Linked DNA regions of Mus musculus: region 1 is linked to region 2. The links are chromatin contacts, called in public Micro-C maps. All regions are on one chromosome and are shown on one strand. Each heading gives the region's core, a stretch centred on a gene start, on an enhancer-like site or on the middle of the called end of the contact. The rest is flanking DNA. Distances are from core to core; before and after follow the strand shown. Region 1 holds the start of Tsc22d1 (TSC22 domain family, member 1). Region 2 has its middle 16 kb from the start of Gm41215.

Evidence for each region. A called contact is a pair of places that touch in the nucleus more often than the background predicts.
Region 1: a contact with region 2 is called in a Micro-C map of trophoblast stem cells, with 2.6 times the contacts expected there. The contact joins the promoter of Tsc22d1 here to the enhancer-like site in region 2. A contact is called at or near these places in 7 of 39 promoter capture datasets (the 3T3-L1 cell line, 3T3-L1-derived adipocytes, the HPC-7 cell line and 3 more), 2 of 15 datasets of contacts at CTCF or cohesin (CD8 T cells and the NIH/3T3 cell line), 8 of 484 Hi-C or Micro-C datasets (DN3 thymocytes, embryonic stem cells, morula and 2 more) and 5 of 115 datasets of contacts at active chromatin or transcription factors (embryonic stem cells, epiblast stem cells, extraembryonic endoderm stem cells and 1 more).

Annotation. Positions count from the first base shown.
Region 1 is chr14:76,414,441-76,417,371 of GRCm38.p6, forward strand. Tsc22d1 (TSC22 domain family, member 1) reads left to right here and starts at 1,381. Exons shown (of 3, transcript NM_207652.3): 1 at 1,381-2,931. The coding sequence starts at 1,643.
Region 2 is chr14:76,356,662-76,359,545 of GRCm38.p6, forward strand. No RefSeq gene overlaps it. Among named protein-coding and RNA genes, the nearest start is that of Gm41215, 16 kb to the right of the region's middle. Within about 2 kb of position 1,295, at least 6 of the 459 cell types and tissues checked have an H3K27ac peak or open chromatin away from gene starts, as enhancers often do. A contact at or near this core is called in trophoblast stem cells, where this site is marked.

The DNA.
Region 1 (2,931 bases), core at 131-2,630, 58 kb after region 2:
GCCTAACCTGCGCGCACGCGCGCGGCGTGGTTCCCCCCCCCCCTCCCAGCCCCACCCCAGCCTCTCCACGCGACCCGGATTCGCTCGCTCGCGCGCCCGAGTGCCCCACCCCCCACCGCCCTCCGGCGTCGGCGACTCCGCCGGCCTTCGGTAATTTCCGTGGGAGACGGAGCCGAGAGCTCGGCGCGGACCGAAGACAGGCCACCTCCCCTGGTCAGACCCGGCTTTATGTCTGCAGCGCCGGCGCGCACGCGCAGACGCCATCTTCCCTCCTCTCCTCCACGACCCCTCCCCCCTGCCACCTCCTCCTCCTCCTTCTCCTCGGTCAGAGCTCGACCCTCCTCCTCTCGCGCTGGGGCGCTGGTCCCTCCTCTCTTGATGCCGCGAGAGACCAGGGGATACGGAGCAGCCCGAGAAGAGCACTAGTAACAACCATCACAGCCCCCTCCTCGCCCGACGCCCTCCCACTCCCCCGCCCCGCGCCGCCACCGACCAACCCCACCTCTCATTTCTTTGAACGGCGTCGGCTGCAGCCGCTGCACCAGCCCCGTCTGGCCGCCACCGCCGCGAAAAGGAGCCACCGCCGCCCGCGGCCCCCTCCCTCCCTCTCTCCCTCCCTCCCGGTCGCGGGAGCAGCTCGGTGCCGAACCAGCCGGCGGGCCGAGAAGAGGACGCGAGCTCGCCCCTCCGCTCCCGCGCACGTCCCGCCGCCCGCCGGAGCAGCCCGGGCGCCGGCGCCCTTCCTCTCCGAGGACGTGTGGCGAGCCGAGCGCCTGCCCCGAGGGAGGAAAATGCTCGGGCTCCATGGCTGCCAGTGATGGAGCGGTCCCTGGGCTCCCGCTGCTGCTGCCGCCACCGCCGCCGCCGCCGCGCCCCGGCCGCGCTCCGCGAGGATCCGGCGTCTCTGCGCGCCCGCCCGCGCCTCGTTGCTGGGCTCACCGTACCGGGCGCCCCGCCACCGCCCCGCTCGCAGCCGCGCCGCCCGGGCCCCAGCCGCGGCCAGCCTTTCCTCCCGGAGCAGCCGTCGCGAGCCCAGGGGGTTTGAGAGGGGCCGCGGGCCGTGGGGGGAGGCCCGAGCGGGGCCGGCCGCGCCGGCAGGGGAGGTTGGAGCGACGCTGAGCTCAGGGCTCGCCGGCGGCCGCGGCGCCGGGGGTGGCGAGGGCCGGGGCGACCGCTCGCTCCGCGCTGCCTCGGTGCAGGACGAGCGGAGGGGCTTTTGCAGCGGCCGTCGCCGCGGGAGGAGGGGGTTGAGCTGGCTCCGGAGTTGGCCAAAGAAGGTGGGCATTTCTCGCTTCTCCTCGCCTCCCCCGCCCCCTCCTGGGCTCCCCTCCCTCCCGCCCCGCACCCCACGTGAAGCGGAATATAAAGGGGGGTGTGTGACTGGAGGGGGAAGTGAATGGCGAAGGACTGAAGGGGTCCCCCTTCGGTTCCCCAGCCACCTGGTTCACCCGGTTCATCCTCCCTTCCCGAAGTTAGCCCTCGAAGGCACGAGCAGCCGGCGCCTTCGGCAGAGGAGGAGGAGGAGGAGGGATCGCGTCGGGCGGAGCTTCAGGTCCTGTTCGTCTCTCCGGCTTCTCCATACAAAGATTACGGTGCAGAAGGAAATTGCACTTGCCTCCTCCGCCCCCCGGTACCCAGCACAATGCACCAGCCGCCGGAGTCCACCGCCGCGGCGGCCGCTGCTGCAGACATTAGTGCTAGGAAGATGGCGCACCCGGCAATGTTCCCTCGAAGGGGCAGCGGTGGTGGCAGCGCCTCTGCTCTCAATGCAGCAGGTACGGGCGTCAGTGGTGCTGCTCCATCTTCTGAAGATTTTCCTCCTCCTTCGCTGCTCCAGCCGCCGCCTCCTGCTGCATCTTCCACGCAGGGACCCCAGCCTCCGCCTCCACAAAGCCTGAACCTCCTCTCGCAGGCTCAGCTGCAGGGACAGCCTCTTGCGCCAGGCGGAACTCAGATGAAAAAGAAAAGTGGCTTCCAGATAACTAGCGTTACTCCGGCTCAGATCTCTGCCAGCATCAGCTCCAACAACAGCATCGCGGAGGACACCGAGAGCTACGACGATCTGGATGAGTCGCACACGGAAGATCTCTCCTCTTCCGAGATCCTCGACGTCTCCCTTTCCAGGGCCACTGACTTAGGTGAGCCTGAACGAAGCTCCTCAGAGGAGACTCTGAATAACTTCCAGGAAGCTGAGACACCTGGGGCAGTCTCTCCTAACCAGCCCCACCTTCCTCAGCCTCATTTGCCTCACCTTCCACAACAGAACGTTGTGATCAATGGGAATGCCCATCCCCACCACCTCCATCATCACCATCACCCTCATCATGGGCACCACCTTCACCATGGGCACCATCATTCATCACATGCTGCTGTGGCCGGTCCATCCATTCCCGGAGGGCCACCCTCGAGCCCAGTGTCCAGGAAACTCTCTACAACTGGAAGTTCTGATGGTGGTGTGCCAGTCGCACCTCCTCCTGCAGTACCATCGAGTGGCTTACCAGCATCAGTGATGACGAACATCCGTACTCCAAGTACTACAGGAAGCCTAGGTATAAATTCGGTTACTGGCACGAGCGCTACGAATAATGTTAACATTGCTGCTGTGGGTAGTTTCAGTCCCAGTGTGACGAACAGCGTGCATGGTAATGCTAATATAAATACAAGCAATATCCCTAATGCTGCTAGCATAAGTGGTGGGCCTGGAGTTACCAGTGTTGTTAATTCGAGTATCTTGAGTGGCATGGGCAATGGTACCGTTTCTTCCTCTCCTGTTGCTAACAGTGTCCTTAATGCAGCTGCAGGTATCACTGTGGGAGTGGTTTCCAGTCAGCAGCAGCAGCAGCAGCAGCAGCAACCAACAGTTAACACATCGAGGTTCAGGGTTGTGAAGTTAGACTCTACTTCTGAACCCTTTAAAAAAGGTCGATGGAC
Region 2 (2,884 bases), core at 45-2,544:
CCAGCATGGCATACACACAAAGCCTGTCTCATCAAAACAAAGGAAACAAAATACCACGTGGTAGTTTTTTTTTTAATTTTTTTTAATTAGGTATTTTTCTCGTTTACATTTTTAATGCTATCCCAAAGGTCCCCCATACCCACCCCCACCCCCCAATCCCCTACCCACCCACTGCCCCTTTTTGGCCCTGGTGTTCCCCTGTACTGGGGCATAAAAAGTTTGCAAGTCCAATGGGCCTCTCTTTGCAGTGATGACCAACTAGGCCATCTTTTGATACATATGCAGCTAAAGACAAGAGCTCCCGGGTACTGGTTAGTTCATATTGTTGTTCCACCTATAGGGTTGCAGTTCCCTTTAGCTCCTTGGGTAATTTCTCTAGCTCCTCCATAAGGGGCCGTGTGACCCATCCAATAGCTGACTGTGATCATCCACTTCTGTGTTTGCTAGGCCCCGGCATAGTCTCACAAGAGAGAGCTATATCTGGGTCCTTTCAGCAAAATCTTGCTAGTGTATGCAATGGTGTCAGCATTTGGAAGCTGATTATGGGATGGATCCCTGCATATGGCAATCACTAGATGGTCCATCCTTTCGTCACAGCTCCAAATTTTGTCTCTGTAGCACGTGGTAGTTTTATTTTTAGTACGTAAGCTTTGAGAAAATGTCAAAGATTCTTCAACGTTGGTCACATTCATAACGAATTGGACATCATAATAGGTCGTAATTAGGTCACAGCGATAATGGTGTATATATTCTGTTTCCCTCCAAAGCATACTAGACTTGTTTCTCATCCCATCATAACCTACAGCTCTTGCGCATGTAAACCACCCGCTTCACCAGGCTACCTACCGCCCATCCCTGGAAGTCTTACTACAAACTGGGGAAAGCTGCTCCAGGGGAATTATGGGAATTATGACTTTGGTTCATACTGTAGCACTTTTGCCAAGTTATCGTCCAGTCCCCACTTGAAATGCTGTAGAGACAGGGAACTCACAATTTAAAGAATATATTGTTTTCGAACCATCCTCACAAACATCGCTGCCTTGAGCTTATTCCTATCTCCTTAGGTGGCTCAGGCAAGCCCCACCCATCTTTCCGAAGACACGCCTCCAAAAAAAATGTAGACAAGGCTGAAGTCTTCCACGTGGTTTCTCTTTACCATTATTTAGACCCATAGACTAATTTATGCATTCTTGTTCTCTTGACTTGGCTTTTAAAGAAATATTTGAGGCTTGTGTGATGTTTCCACCTCTGGGTCAGCCCCTCCCCTACCTGCTGTCACCTTCTTTGTCCTTTGACCTCACTCCATCATCCTGAACATTTGTTCTCTGAACAGCTGAACGCTATGACAGGAAGGGAGTGATTCCTTTACAAAGGCAGAAAACATACAAGATTTTATCTTTTTGTGTCTTAGAATTAAAAGAGAAGAAGCTGGCCATAGTAGCTCACACCTTTAGTCCCAGCACTTGGAAAGCAGGGGCAGGTGTATCCCTGTCAGTTTGAGGCCAGCCTGGTCTACAGAGTGAGTTCCAGGACAGCTAGAGTTACTCTGTGAGACACTGTCTTGAAAATGCCTAAACATAAAATAAAGTAAAAGAGAGACAGAACTTTGCCCTGGCCATTTTTTTGTCCAACTCTACTTACCTTTGTCCCAGACAGGGAGGTCTAAAGCAGGAGCAGACGACTGGGCTTGTGAGACCTGAGTTCAAATCCTGACGATGCCTCCTTTGTCCTGAGAAGCACCTGGGACTGCTCTGAACCGGCTTCATCATGTGTAAAACCAACAGAGGAATCAGATGCCGCTATTTGCAGAACACTTCACCATCCCGTACCTTGTGGGTCATCTCACTAATTGCCCAGCCCACCCCACTCTGTCCACCCCAAGGCTCTGTGCAGAGCACTTGAACAATGGGTTTCAGATGCTATTCTGCATCTTCTCAGGTCCACTGGATGGCTTCTCAGTCTCTTCCTACTAGTTTCTCACAGGAGCAATGCTGTAGTTTAGACCTGAGTGGAACACAATAGCCCATGTATTAAAGGTATGTATGCTAGTGTGTAGTAGTATTGGGAGGTGGTGGAGTCGTAGTGGGGGTGACTTAGGTTCTTGGAGTCGTGCTCTTCACAGGGATAGTAGGATCTTGAATCCTTTCTCCTCTCTCTTTGCTTTCTGCAGCCAGAAAGTGAAAAGCTTCATTTTCCATAGATCTCCACCATGGTTTACTATGCTGGTCGCATCCAGTAGGGTCTGATGCTCACCAAGGTCAGAAAGGGGCATCAGATCTCCTGGAACTGGAGTTACAGGTGGTTGTGAGCCACCACGAGGGTGCTGGGAATCCAACTCGATCATCTGCAAGAGCAGTCAGTTCTCTTAACCACTGGGCTCTCTCTCCAGCCTCATTTTAAGTTAATTTATTTCCTGTATTTTTTACTATGGTGAAGAGTCCAATAATACAAACAATCGCTTGTGCGTCAATGGACTGTAGCAATTCACTGCCACGCTTATGAATTGTTGTATCCTTGCTCTTAACTTGCCCTGCTTTAGTCGGGTTTTCAATCCACATTGTGGTCACAAAATTCCTGAGAAAAGTAATTTAAGTGAGCAACTGTTTATTTTGGCTCACCGTTTCAAAGGTTTCTCTACACGGTTGGCTGGCTTTGTTGATTTGGGCTGTGTGAAACAGAACATCGTGGTATGGGAGCCTGGTGGAGCAGAGATGTTTAACCCATGGCTGTTAGGAAGCATGCAGACTCCTTCTTTCAATTATGTTCCATCTGGGTCCCCATCTTGGTGGGCGGGGCTGCTCACGTACAAAACAAGTCCACTCCTTTTCCCACTGTTTCAATATGTCAGTCATCTTTGGAGATAGCCTTGTAAGCACAGTCAGAA